Linked DNA regions of Zea mays: regions 2 and 3 are each linked to region 1. Evidence: chromatin contacts called from public Hi-C data. All regions are on one chromosome and are shown on one strand. Each heading gives the region's core, a stretch centred on a gene start, on an enhancer-like site or on the middle of the called end of the contact. The rest is flanking DNA. Distances are from core to core; before and after follow the strand shown.

Region 1 (4,495 bases), core at 891-3,390:
AGAACCATGGTTTTTTCCCTACATACATTTAGCAGCCTATCATGATGTTGCAACTTACAAGAGAAGTATATAGCACCACCTAGACCAACATCAAACTTCAAGTTTGCATCCTATTGTGATGTTATAACTTACAAGGGCATTGTATACCAATGCCTAGAGCAAACGGCCTCTCATTAATCAAACAAGTCAACACCACTCTATTGATATCCCCAACAATTTCATTGAATTATCTATGTGTTCTTGTCTCGGATACATAGAGGTGAAGAAATTATGATGCCACATCATCAAATGAACTTTTAGCTATATATTCCTTACCCAAATGCTGATCAATTGAAACCATCACTCCAACAACTCCCTCCATTCTTTTTAGTTTGTTGTTTTAGACTTAATGTAATAATATTAAGAAAAGTGCACAAACCTCTACTAAAGCTACCTCATTAAATTAGGGTCTTCTCAACTAACCATTTGTGGCTAATGAACAAGGACTAACTGTAGAAACTCTGAATGAACTAGAGACATATAGCTGTCTCTACATGGAATCCTAGAATGAAAAACAAGAAAGAATATTTTTTACAAGTAAAACATAAACAAAAAAAGAACAGAATTGGTAACATCGAAGCAAATTCAGATATTCATACTTTTATTTCAAAAGAATATCTTTCTTCCATAACAAAAGACATTCTAATAGTAGCACAAGGTAAAAAAATGAGATAATCATATGATATTGTACCGATAGCACCGATCCAAGTAAAAGCACTTTTATATTATACTAACTAGTATTATGTGTGGGGCATAAGCATTCCTCAAGGTACATGATCAGCATCACCTAGAGTTTTGCCAAGCACAAAAAACAGCTTGGAATTTCTCAAGATAATAATCAGCATGAACTGGGATCCTATCATGGGGCATAAAACTAATATGTTCAGCAATTCTCAAGGTTGAATGATCAGCAATTCATTTGTGTTGTGTGCCTGTGGCACCCAGGTAATGTGTCCTGGTGTGTTTTATTTTCCTTTTCTTTGCTGCTTTGGATTTTGTACTGGATCCGTCTTTCTTTACTTTCTCCAATACAAAGATGCCTCAGGAGAGAAAAAAAATTACCAGCAATAGTAATCTCACAACGAAATTGTTGACCTACCTGCTACACTGCTGACAGAACCGATGCTCTACATTCTTGATGCAGACCACAGTCGTCCTGGTATGTGCTTCACACACCTTGTGCCTCTTATGGTAGTCCCTGGCACCGCTGAGATCGGCATGGCAGCCGTCAACCTGGCAGGACGGAGTGGTGCTCGAACTGGCACCTTTCCTGGGTGTCTCCTCCTCGCTGCTCCGCCCTCTCTGAGCAGGCACCACATGATTGTTGTCTCCATCTGCTACCCCAGAATTGCTGCAACCGGCGCTGCCGTCCTCCTCTGGCGAGAGCCTCCGCCTCTTGTCAACGACGACGCCGAAGTCGATCTCCCCCTGAGCTCGACTCAGCTTCCTGCTGCTGCACTCGGACGGCACGATGGCCGCCGGCGTGGCCAGGAACAGGTTGGCGTCCCACCTCCAGTCGTTCAAATCCCAGTCAAGGCCCTTGTTCCTGTGCTCGCCGGACATTGTCGCCGCACTGGCTTGATCACCGCCATCTTTCCTCAAGAAAGAGGCTTCCATTTCCTCTGCCTTCCCCTCCTCCCTGTCCCTGTCGCCCCACTTGTTCTTCTTTTGCTGCTCTTTGTTTGCACGTATGACTACAGACGAAACAAACACAGAGGAACACCAGCACCAAGGGATTACCAACCTTGGGTTGGGACAAATCCTGAAACCAACGAAGGGTTCAGAAACAAAGTACCTTAGCTCGGGCCCGGCGGGTAGAACGATGCCGTGGTTATCCAGGCAAGCAACGCCCTTGAACGGAAAGGCGAGTAATGATTGAAGAAATGGAGATGGGGCAGTAAGCTCATGGAGAGAACCGAGTCAAGGATTGGGTACCGTGGGTTAGGACCAGTTGGGGATGGGGCTACTACTTCTCGTCTCCCGGGTCCCGAGCGGCGGAACAGAGGCGGAACGCGGAAGGGCTCGCGGTGGAACGAGGGGCGAAGTATCCTGGGGAGGCAGAGCTCTCTGCCTGTCTGCCCCCAGCATATCCACAGTTCCAATGTCCAATAAGCAAGCACGAGGCCCGCGAGCCTGGCACGAAGCCCGCTGTTTGGGCCCGATCCGAGCCCGGCACGGCCTGGTTATATGCGGGCCCGGGCCGGCCCGGCACGAATAAGCGGGCCGGGCTCGGACAAGAAATTAGGCACGGTGGGCTAGCCCGGCACGGCCCGTTTAGCTCTAAGCCCGTTAAGCCCGCTTTTTTTACACTAAAACGTGTTTTTAGCCCGCATAGCCCGCTTTTTTCGTGCTAAACGGGCCGGCCCGGCCCGTTTAGGCCCGTTGCGGGCCGGGCTCGGACAAGAAATTAAGCCGCGTGCTTACCCGGCCCGGCCCGGTTTTATAATCGTGCCTGGCGGGCCGGGCCCAAAACGGACCGGGCTTCACCGGGCCCGGGCCGGACCGGGCCGGGCGGCCCGTTTGGACATCTCTAGTTCCACACCACCGCCGCCTCTTTTTCATCTCCCCTGTCTCCTGTCTGGCGTTCGGACAGCGACGCCACGGCCAAGGTTCCGGTTGGACCTTGTTAGGGACATCAGCGTCTAACGGCTCATGCTGGCCCAGTACCTGGCTCATGCTGGCCTAGATACTTAAGGGGAAATACTACAAAGTCGCACCACGAAGGGGGCATAAAAGAAAATATCAAAACATCTTATGTAGTGTTTGGTTGAAGAGCAAAGTAGAACGGAGCCGTTCTGTCCCAATTTTATCGTTGTTTGGTTATAAAGTAACTAGAACGGAATGACTCCAATTAGAAAATATTCTCCTCAGATTCGGAACCATTTCGCTCCAAAAAATCAACCGGACGGAGCCGCTCCGTTCCCAGCCCGCTCGCACAGTCACACTTCGTTCTGTTCACTCTGCAACCAAACAAAAAACAGAGTCGCTCCGTTCCAGATTACCAAACAAAGAACAGAGTGACTCCGTTCCTAGAATCAGGGATGGAACGACTCCGTTCTACTTGGCTCCTCAACCAAACACTACCTTAGTGTTCATCTTCCTCCTGCGTCTAGCGATGTTCTTCTTCGAACAACTCTCATGTACCTCCAGTCGTCTTAAACCTTCTAGAGTTTCTTCTCCTACCTCGATTCTTCTGCTATCTTCCTACCTCAACTCTATTACTCTGTAATTGCTTCTGTCGAGTTGAATCAATACACTCCGTTGGTGTAGTTGTTAACAATTGGTATCAAATTCCTACGTTCCTCGGCCCTCTCATCTATGGTGTCTTCATCACCGATTGATGCCCACCTTACCAGGGCGCTGCAGCAACAGACTCGTGAGATCCTCTCCGAGCTCGACAAGCGCTTCACCACGATTGACTCCAAGTGGGCGCGTCGAGTCGGCGCTCCGGAGTCCCAAGCGGTGGAATCCGCTCAACACCGCGACAAGTTCTCCTCCGCCCTCCGCGCCGGCGTCGAGGCACATCTCTCGGCGGCTACCCAACAGTCTACGGGTACTCGTGCCGCCGCCCAGCAATCTGCCCTACATGTGTTCGATGCAAGGCGTCCACGGGCGCAGTGGAGGTCATTAGTGGAGACCCTGCACGTGTTCGCAGACCGCGACATCAGTGAACAACCTGCCAGAGTCCATGGCCGCCTCGACAATTCCACCACCATCACCATGGGGTCCAACATCAACCCGGATGGCGTAGTTGCAGGTGGCGCCACAGACCGACCAGTTCGTGTAGCAGCGGTAGGCTGGAGCCGCGTGCCAAATGTTGGACCTATTCCACACAAGACCGACGGTGCAGCACCTGCTCGCAGCTGCACGGGAGCAGCTGTCACACCCGGGCTTTAAGGAACCAAGACGGGTGCATCTCATATATGCGCCAGAGAAGACAACACATATAGTAACAGAGTGCATAGAGATAGATGTCATAAATATCATAAATATAATTATTACATAGCGGAAGCCTTACAAAAATAAATGATAAAATAAAGAGAACTATGTATTATTCCCTAGCGCCACAAAGCTGACTGAGAGACGCCACCTAGATCAAGTTGAAAGCCTCAGTGTTAGACGGCTCCTCTTCGACCACCTGTTCTTCTCCTGTGGGGGGGTGTGAGACAGCAAGGGTGAGCTCACACATGTTCATCGCTCAACAAGTTGTGGAGAATAATGTGCATGAACTCACCAAAGGTGGGAGTTCATGTGAAGTGTAAGGCAAATCAATGTAATAAAGGCTGAAGCTGAGCATTGCTTTTATATGTTGGTTAAAATTTTATTAGCAGTTACTAAGTGTAAGTAAATACCAAACCTTAGAAATAATAAATAAAAGTAATAATAAAATAATCCCAGATGCAATGAAATGACAAATTGAGTTTAAGTTCCATAAATTAATCATGTGAGTGTCCGA
Region 2 (4,495 bases), core at 927-3,426, 860 kb after region 1:
AAAGAATACTCTGTCTTTGCACTTGCTTCTTGTTCACTAGTATACCTTTTTCGTTAGTTGACCTCCGCCTCCCGGGACGAGCAATAGCATGCAAGTCGTGTCGAAGAGATCGAGGACGGTCGGTCACGCCAAGAGCCAGACAGTTAGGAAGAGAGTACAGTGATGACTGATGACTAGAGAGCAGATGACTAGATGAGACCAGCGTTGAGCGGGTGCCGGAACGAAAGGCTCCGTCGACTACATGCATGCCATGGCAGGTACCATCTCGTCTCGGTGGTTGGTTTGGTCCGAACGTTGCTCAGTTTCAAAGGAAAGAGACGTCGACCCATCCAGGAGCTTGGGCATGGTCGCCCGCGTGCGCGTGAGCTGACGATCGAGACGAAGTGGGTGGTTGGCTTTTGTTGGGTTAGTAGTTGCGTTGCCCTCTATCTGCACACCTGCATGCATCTCCGTGGCGCCTTCCTCATCCACGCGGTCGAATTGCATAATATATATTTCGGGAGTGCTTCTATATATATATGCACAGGAGGATCGGAGACGGAGGGTGTCATTGTCGCGGCCAAACTAACTACTCGCACCAGTTTGTTGGGATACGTCAGCCGCCGCCGCCGCGAAGCCCAATTCTGGCGCGTCCTCCCTGTCCTGCCAAGGCGTGCTATTTCTAATTCTTTCCATTCCTTCGCCGGCTATACCCTTGGCTACACGGCAGGCCAGCAGCGCCGCCGTACGTGCCGCGGATGACGAGTGACGACGAAGAAGGGCGATTGTTTTTTGCCGGGTAGCCGGCCGGGACGCGGGACGTGTGCCGCCTGCCGCCGTGTGTGCCAATCCCCGATGGGGGAGACGCACCGCACCGCACCGCACCGCACCGCGGCGCACGGCGGACCACCGTCCCTGGTGGCGTGGCGTATGTCATGCGGCGGCTACCCCGAACCCGGGGCTTTGACCGGCGCGCCTCCCTCCCTGGGCCTGGCCCTGGTGTGGAAGGAAGGGAAAGGGACCGCGGCGTGCATGGAGGACGCAGGGAGAGTGGGAGACAGAGACAAGGGTCCACGGGTGCGTGACCACCAAGCAAAACGCCAACCCCAACCCCGGCCGAACAACCAAGCCAAGCCGGCAAACCGCAAACCCAAGCCGACAAGCCGCGCCATCGCATGTGCCCGTGCTTCGCGCTTCCCCCACTGACAGTAGGGGCCGCGCACCGGTGGTAGTGGTACCCCAGCACTAGCCATTGGGCCATGCCGACACGCCACGGCTCCGGAAACGCGTCCAGCAACGCATCGCAAACTCGCAAAATGCATGCAGGCCGTCGTGACGAGCCAGTTGACCCCTGGCTGGGGCTGGGGCTGCTGCCTGGCGTTACAAGTACAAGCGAGCCGAGACAGACACTGCGGCCGAGCTCGGGCTGTTGCGTGCGCGCCATATGCCAACGTCTAGCAGCGTACTGTAACGAGTATACCGTATGCCGGCAGATATAATGGACATGGGATATAGAGATTTTAGGCTCCATCCATGGCATGTGCCGCACAGCACAGGCACGTGATCTCACGATCACGACACAGCGTGCGTCAGCTGTCCAGCCTGTCAGTCACACTGCCTAGCCCGCGCTTGGCTATGTTAGCCTATGTATGTACTACTAGTGGCATCAACCCAAGAACAGTGCCATGGTACAGGATGCAATTACCACCGGCAGCCGTATCTCTGTTCTTCCATCCACGCGTGTCCCCAGCCGAACCCTATGAATGTAACTACTAGTAGCATTAACCGAAGGCCGTCTCCCTGACTCGTTCCTTATTTTCAAATTTTAATCTCCAAACAATATCAAATAATATCATCTAGAGTTCTACGCCCCTATTTTATATGACCCACCGAAAACAGCCTAACGAGCTGACCTAAATCACCATCTTAATATATTTGACTCACGATTGCCCTGTAATTGTAGTGTCAGTTATTGGTGATGATCATACATTATTCAAAGGTAGACACCGCTCGTACTAAAAGGTTCCAAAAGCGTGGCTATTCTCTATAGCCAACCCAATATACCGGGTGTGCTTTAGTCACACAAAAAAGTGAGACTGACATTCATGTGATCCTTCGGTTCCAAAGGATAAAAAATATTTATATAAACAATATGTATCTCTAAGTGCCTCAATTTACCACGGGATATTCATTTTTCTAAGGGAAATTAGTTTATCTTTCCTTGAAAAATAAAAATCACTTAAAACAATGTAGTTCCAAACTAACCCTAAATATTAAAAAAATTGACAGTATTTAAACCTAAATATTTATAATTAAATTTCTGGTAATAGAAGAAGACAGGCTGACTCTCGTGCGACCCGATTTCATTCCAATCGATCGCCATCTGCTCAGCTGTGATTTGTGAGCGCAAAGCCCGACATCTATAAATATCCCGCATCCATCCATCCAGCCAGCCATTGCAACCACCGGCCGGGCTGGGAGCACTCAGCACTGCGACGAGGAGAGAGGAGACGGAGACGGATGCTTATTCCTGTGCCTGCCTTGGTGAGTAGTGGCCTTCGCCTTGGCCTCCGCGAGCGCATTTTTATATGCTTGCTCGCCCGCGATGGATACCAAAACCACCGCAGCGGCGCCGCTGCGGTCTCCCACCTTTAATCACTATACAAGCTTGCTTTTTTCTCTTTCCCCGGTGGTGCGGGTGCTGGACTGCTGGCCTCTGCGTCCGCGTCCGGCGGCAAGTGCGAAAGCTGCCAACTTTTTTTTTTCTGCTCGGTTTGTTCCTTCTCCAACCATCCATACCATACCAGTTCTTCGCAAGTTCGCATCCGAACTCTACCTCCCACCTGCACAGCGCAGCGCTCTTTTTTTATGTTCTTGCGCGGGTGGGAGATGGATGCCCTGTGTTTCCCATCGGTTGCTAGGGAGATTGTAGATTCAGATTTGCTGTTGCCCTGGGCTCCCTGTTCTTATGTTTCCTTCCCGGATTCTACTGCTGTCTTCTTTTCTAGCTGCGAAGCGCTGAGATGAATCCGCTGCTGCTGAATGTGATTGTGTGTGCGATTATTGGGCCCTGGCAGGTGAGTGAGGCGCTGCTGGTATGCATGAGCTAGGAGGTAAGGAACAACCATACGAGGGCGAGCAGAGCAGAGAGCACACGGCGCGCCGAGCTAGCAGCATTGCCCAATCTCGCGGCGGGGAGAGATTCGTGAGCGCGGAGGCGCGAATCTTCGACGCAGCGACGGCAGCCATGCCGGAGTCCTGGAGACCCGCCGAGGCGAATGCCTCGTCGCAGCCGGCGGCAGGCACGTCCGGCCCCTCGGCTCAGAGCCCTGGCAATGACGCCAAGGGACGCGCGGCGGGGGAAACCCCCGGCGCGGCGGAGGCGGCGGCGACGCGAGTGCCGTTCCACAAGCTGTTCGCGTTCGCCGACTCCACCGACGTGGCGCTCATGCTCCTGGGCGCGCTCGGGGCCGTGGCCAACGGCGCCGCGATGCCCTTCATGACCGTGCTCTTCGGCAACCTCATCGACGCCTTCGGCGGCGCGCTCAGCATCCACGACGTCGTCAACCGGGTGTCCATGGTCTCTCTCGATTTCGTCTACCTCGCCATCGCCTCCGCCGTCGCTTCCTTCGTCCGTAAGTCCACCTTCAGTGGTAACATAACACTCCCACTAGAGTCAGACACCGAGCACACGCACGCAGACTAAGGCTGCTCAGCTGTTTTCCGTCCGACCAGAGGTGACCTGCTGGATGATCACCGGCGAGCGCCAGGCGGCGCGGATACGGAACCTGTACCTCAAGACGATCCTGAGGCAAGAGATCGCCTTCTTCGACAAGTACACCAGCACCGGCGAGGTGGTGGGCAGGATGTCGGGCGACACCGTGCTGATCCAGGACGCCATGGGCGAGAAGGTCGGCAAGTTCATCCAGCTGGTGGTGACCTTCTTCGGCGGCTTCATCGTCGCCTTCGCGCAGGGCTGGCTGCTGACCCTGGTCATGATGGCGACCATCCCGCCGCTCGTCGTGGCCGGCGCGGTCATGTCCAACGTCGTCACCAAGATGGCGTCCCTGGGCCAGGCGGCGTACGCGGAGTCGTCGGTGGTGGTGGAGCAGACCATCGGTTCCATCAGGACGGTGAGCAGAGCGCACAGCCGAATCAATTCCATTCCCGCAACACACGCTGAAGCGCTCTCAACGGATGACTGACGAAACCTGCTGCAGGTTGCGTCTTTCACCGGCGAGAAACGGGCGGTGGAGAAGTACAACAAGTCCCTGAAGAGCGCGTACAAGTCCAGCGTCCGGGAGGGGCTCGCCACTGGGCTTGGCATGGGCACGGTCATGCTGCTCCTCTTCTGCGGCTACTCGCTGGGGATTTGGTCTGGCGCTAAGCTGATCCTGGAGAAGGGGTACACCGGAGCCAAGGTCATGAACGTGATCTTTGCGGTCCTCACTGGCTCTCTGTAAGTCCAATGTTCATTTCTAAGCTGCATATGATTTAGTCATGCAATTCCAGTTTA
Region 3 (4,495 bases), core at 1,198-3,697, 660 kb after region 1:
AAATAAATCACTTCAATAGCATACATTGGCCACAACTGGATGATTGTGGTTGGGGATTTTATCTATATGCTTTTAGAACATCTCGGCATTAGGGGGAGGAATGCCCATATAGTATAATGCCTCAATATTCTATCAAACGCACAAAAGCCAAACTGAACCTGTCATTCGGTGTGTCCTCCTGTGTATATGGAGTTTGCCAGAAATCGTTGAGGAGTAACCATATTGGTCTGAATGCTTCTACCTAATGTAGATGTGGATGTACCCGAGATTAATATCATATCCACATTTGACTTATTGACATTTGATCTATTCTCGGGGACGCCTGCGAATATGATCCATTGGTCTTAGTCAAAGCATATGTTCTGATTGCAGATTCACGTGGTCTGTAATAACTTTCCTCCGATGAACTCACCATGGTGGTGATTTGCCTCACGAAGAGGTTCATCTTGATGATGAAATTCCTAGCAATGCGCGCAATATCATTGTGTTGGGAATACGGAACAATGAATCTTTCGTTTTCGGGAAATGACGGAGATCATTATTAAATGTGGGAGACAAATATGTCGACACTTATCTTGCCTCTCTAGATTGTAAAGGGATCCAAAACAAAGTCCTAGGCATGAGTGCTTTAAGCTCTCTTATCGGGTCATTGATAAATGCAATCGAGGCTGAACCAATAATCGCAAAATAAAAGTCACAAGCTTGAAGTTCGGACATTTATGGGCACTATTGAAATAATGTGTGGTGAATGCGATGGTTCAATTGGTCTTGTGAGAGACCCATCCCACATATGTGTTGAATAAACACTGTTCCGCTATGTAATATATCTGGCAAATGGCACAAATTAAATTATGGAGTTAATAGGATTCTGAAGATCTATCATGAGGTCCTAGGAGGACTCATATCTTTGAATTATAAATATGCAACATATAAATCTCATACCGAATAATACATTCCTGATGAATGATCACTCTCCTATGTAGGGAGAATATCTCTTAGTTGAGATTATCGTTCCCAGATGGAACCTATCCAGAAGAAACAAAGTATATGTTGAACACTAAAGTTTGATAACTCATATAAAGGGATAAAGACCCATACAGACTCGAAAAGGAATAAGATGAGGTACCAAAGGACTTGAAGTTCACCGAATAAGCACATGTGCATTCCACGAGTTTTACTCATGGTATTTTCCACTTGATGTTGAATTACGATATCCTCTAAAGCCCTGATGGCAGAAACCTATAAGGTTTAGGTGTTATTGGCAAAATATCCCCATTGTGCCAGAATGACAGACTATAACGATGTATCTGATCGATGAAAAATCACTAATGGATTACGATCTTTGATGGACTTTTGTTACACCATCATAGATGTTGCAATGGATGAACGCCTGGAGCGATGTGTCATATTTAGAATATGTACTATTGCAACTATATTATCCCCTAAAGTCCTATAGAAGGACATGTTACTTGCTTTGCACAACTATATAAAAATTATGGTGTAAGATAGAAAATTATAGCACCCCAACCTCATCCATTCTCGTTATTCCAGATGAACAACGAGACATATATCTTGAAAAATATGCTTGAGTTATGAGGGATAACGACTTTGACAGATGTCATCGTCAGGGGGAGCGAATGCTTATATTGATCACAATCGTGAGACAATAAATGTCATATTCTAAGCCCTAAAGGCATCAGCTTGATCACTACAACACAAACACCCCTATAGCAACGCATACATTGCAACAAAATGGTTTATGTGTTGCAAGAAATTAGGTAGCAACGGATGCTAGCAACACACATATTTATATGTTGCAAGAAAATCAACTGGCAACGTTTATCATGAGTTCAAGTGTCATCCGTAGAATATTCAAATTACCTGGCAACATTTGTCATGCGTTGCAAGGGTCATTCGTAGTATTTATGTCACCTAACAACATTTGTGATGTGTTGCAAGTGTCATCCATAGTATTTGTGTTACCTAGCAACACTTATCATACGTTGCAAGCATTATATGCAGTATTTATGCAAATTAGTATATTGGTTTTATACTTACAAAGTACTCCCTCCGCCATAATTTATAGATTATTTGATTTTTTAGATAACATGTTTGACCTACTCGTTTTATTCAAAAAATTTATAATTACTATTTATTTTTATTGTGGTTTAATTTTTTTCTATACTTTCCTAAATTTTTAATAGGAAAAGTTGGTCAAATTTGGTGTGAAAAAGTCAAACAACCTGTAAATTGGGACACATGTTGAAACTATCCACGTCACTATCTTAATTATCAGCCGTCGGATCCTACAACAACGACTATAGATCGCAGCACACGTATCCGCACTCGACTCTTCCAAAAAAGACCTCCGAACGGTCGAGGCCTTGCGCCGCCGCTACCCCGCGCTAACCGCCACGGTACCACCCGCCGCTAACCTCTATCGCGTTCACCATCAGGGCACCACCGCCTCCATTACCCCCGCCCCCTGCTGCCACGTCCACCACCACGGCACCACCGCCGCCCCCAGCGCGCGCGGCCCACCACTAACAGCCAGCTTGGGTGGCCGCTCCTTCCCTCCCTTGCCTCAAAGGACTTCTTCCCACGCGATGTTAGGAGCAGACATGAGGCGGCGAGAGTCCAGCATCGGAGATCTCCGCCGCCATGTAGGCACTGCCCAGCACCTTGCGGCCCGAAAACCGTCGATCTAATGCCCTGCCCTCCTTCTCCGATGCCTTCGCCCTCGCCTCAGGCAGGGTCCCTCTCCCGCCTTGCCTGGCTCTACGTGGTCGGTCGGTATGCCCCCTGTCCGCTTAGATCCTAGACGCTTCGATCTAGCACTCAATAGGAAATGGTGAGTGGTGACCTTATTCCTGGCTCCATCTTAGGTTGTGGCGGGATGTGCAGACAGGACGATCGTGTCCGGCCTCCTCGAGAAGAGCTCCAGCAACGTGCAAATCTCTAATCCCCTGCTCACCCCTACTTGCATTTTTAATTCTTCTCTTGATTTGGTCTGACGGTGACACCTAATTGCAGATCTAGAAGGTGCTCTTGATGGAGGACAAGCTTAGGAACCTTGGATGCAAGTGAGTTTTATAAGTGAATTTGAGTTGTGTTAATTTCTGCTTTGCTGACACCAAATACCGTGTTGCTAGGGTGATTGGAAAGAAAACTATTGAGGTGGAGATGGACCTGACCAAGGCCAAGAGCGAGAGGTACCTATGGGGGAACAACACTGCAGCTATGAACTCCGACAAGAAGCAGCAGTTTACACTGGGTTTGGCTCCAGTCTCAAAAGAAACGTCTGTTTCAGTAAGCTGATGGTCGGTCACCCAAAGGACCCATTATCTATTTTTATTAATGTTAATATATTAAAAACTGGTTAGAGTAAACATACATATTATGCTATCATGTACATATATGCCTCTATGAGACATAAATATATGTGTCATGTTTCAACTTTCATGAATTTTTTTCCTCAACGAGTAACATACTAGTGATAATAACAAAATTATTTAAAATAATAACCATTATATATAACTTATAAATTATCATGATAGATTTGGTTATATATTTTAACTTAAATATTTGACATATGGTATAACTATAAGTTCATAAGTGCATATATAAATTCTTTGACATGAAAAACAAGAAATATTGATACATGGGGGGCAATTGGTGTCGATTGCAGATGGCTACATCTTTCTAGAATTCATATTTCTTTGTAGCAAATAGTCATTATAATAACAAGTATTAATATCCTCTCCAGGTTAGCAATACTAACCATTATAGATCTCTGTTTATTTATATTGTCCCTTCATACATATTAATGTACATACACATCCTTTCTTTCTCGTTATTCCAATCCCTCCTGGACATAGATACAACAAATATGATTTGTTCCGTAGAATCACAAACTCTTTTGTACAGGTTGCAACTTTTACCAGATCAGGTATGATTTCCCACAAAAAATGAACCCTGCTTTTTTATAGTCCTTGTCAATGCACTCAACTTAATAGTTTTTCCCATAGCGCCCCTTAATTGGGCAGAGAAAAAGTAGAATCCATCACTATGTTTTATTAAACACTATGTACGTATCCATGTATGTTGTTGTGTAAACATTTGCATATGTATATAACCATACACACAGACATAATGTGTTAGTACACATAATGCATGCACATGGATCTTATTAGTTGTCTCCTAGCCTGCAGCATCGCATAATATGACTTCAAATTATTTTCATTGCATTTCAATTAATAGTATACTTCATTATCATTTTTCCCTTTTTCACATTTTTAATAATCTGTATATTGGGTTGTTCATTTTCTAGAACCAGGCTGAGTATTGATGTTAATGTTCTCTAGACATTGTCATTTCAGTTGCTTAGATCAGTAAAACTTGATAAATAAATGTTTGATGCAAATCCAACAATTAGATTGTTTAGTGGTCTAAATTTAGGAGATTTCATAGACCTACATCTGTAAAGGCCATAACT

What was found. A called contact is a pair of places that touch in the nucleus more often than the background predicts.
Region 2: a Hi-C map of bundle sheath shows a contact between it and region 1, with 2.3 times the contacts expected there. The contact joins the promoter of LOC103650065 here to the promoter of LOC103650076 in region 1. A contact is called at or near these places in 2 of 25 Hi-C or Micro-C datasets (bundle sheath and ear).
Region 3: a contact with region 1 is called in a Hi-C map of bundle sheath, with 2.6 times the contacts expected there. The contact joins the enhancer-like site here to the promoter of LOC103650076 in region 1. A contact is called at or near these places in 4 of 25 Hi-C or Micro-C datasets (bundle sheath, ear, leaf mesophyll and 1 more).

Annotation. Positions count from the first base shown.
Region 1 is chr3:51,384,047-51,388,541 of Zm-B73-REFERENCE-NAM-5.0, reverse strand. LOC103650076 (squamosa promoter-binding-like protein 1) reads right to left here and starts at 2,140. Exons shown (of 13, transcript XM_020550207.2): 1 at 1,975-2,140; 2 at 1,835-1,890; 3 at 1,139-1,733. The coding sequence starts at 1,656.
Region 2 is chr3:50,522,918-50,527,412 of Zm-B73-REFERENCE-NAM-5.0, reverse strand. It overlaps LOC103650065 (ABC transporter B family member 21), which reads left to right and starts at 2,176. Exons shown (of 11, transcript XM_020550206.3): 1 at 2,176-2,523; 2 at 2,988-3,614; 3 at 3,715-4,112; 4 at 4,200-4,438. The coding sequence starts at 3,077.
Region 3 is chr3:50,725,168-50,729,662 of Zm-B73-REFERENCE-NAM-5.0, reverse strand. It overlaps the pseudogene LOC103650069. Among protein-coding and RNA genes, the nearest start is that of LOC109944812, 60 kb to the left of the region's middle. Within about 2 kb of position 2,447, at least 18 of the 20 cell types and tissues checked have an H3K27ac peak or open chromatin away from gene starts, as enhancers often do. A contact at or near this core is called in bundle sheath, ear, leaf mesophyll and 1 more, where this site is marked.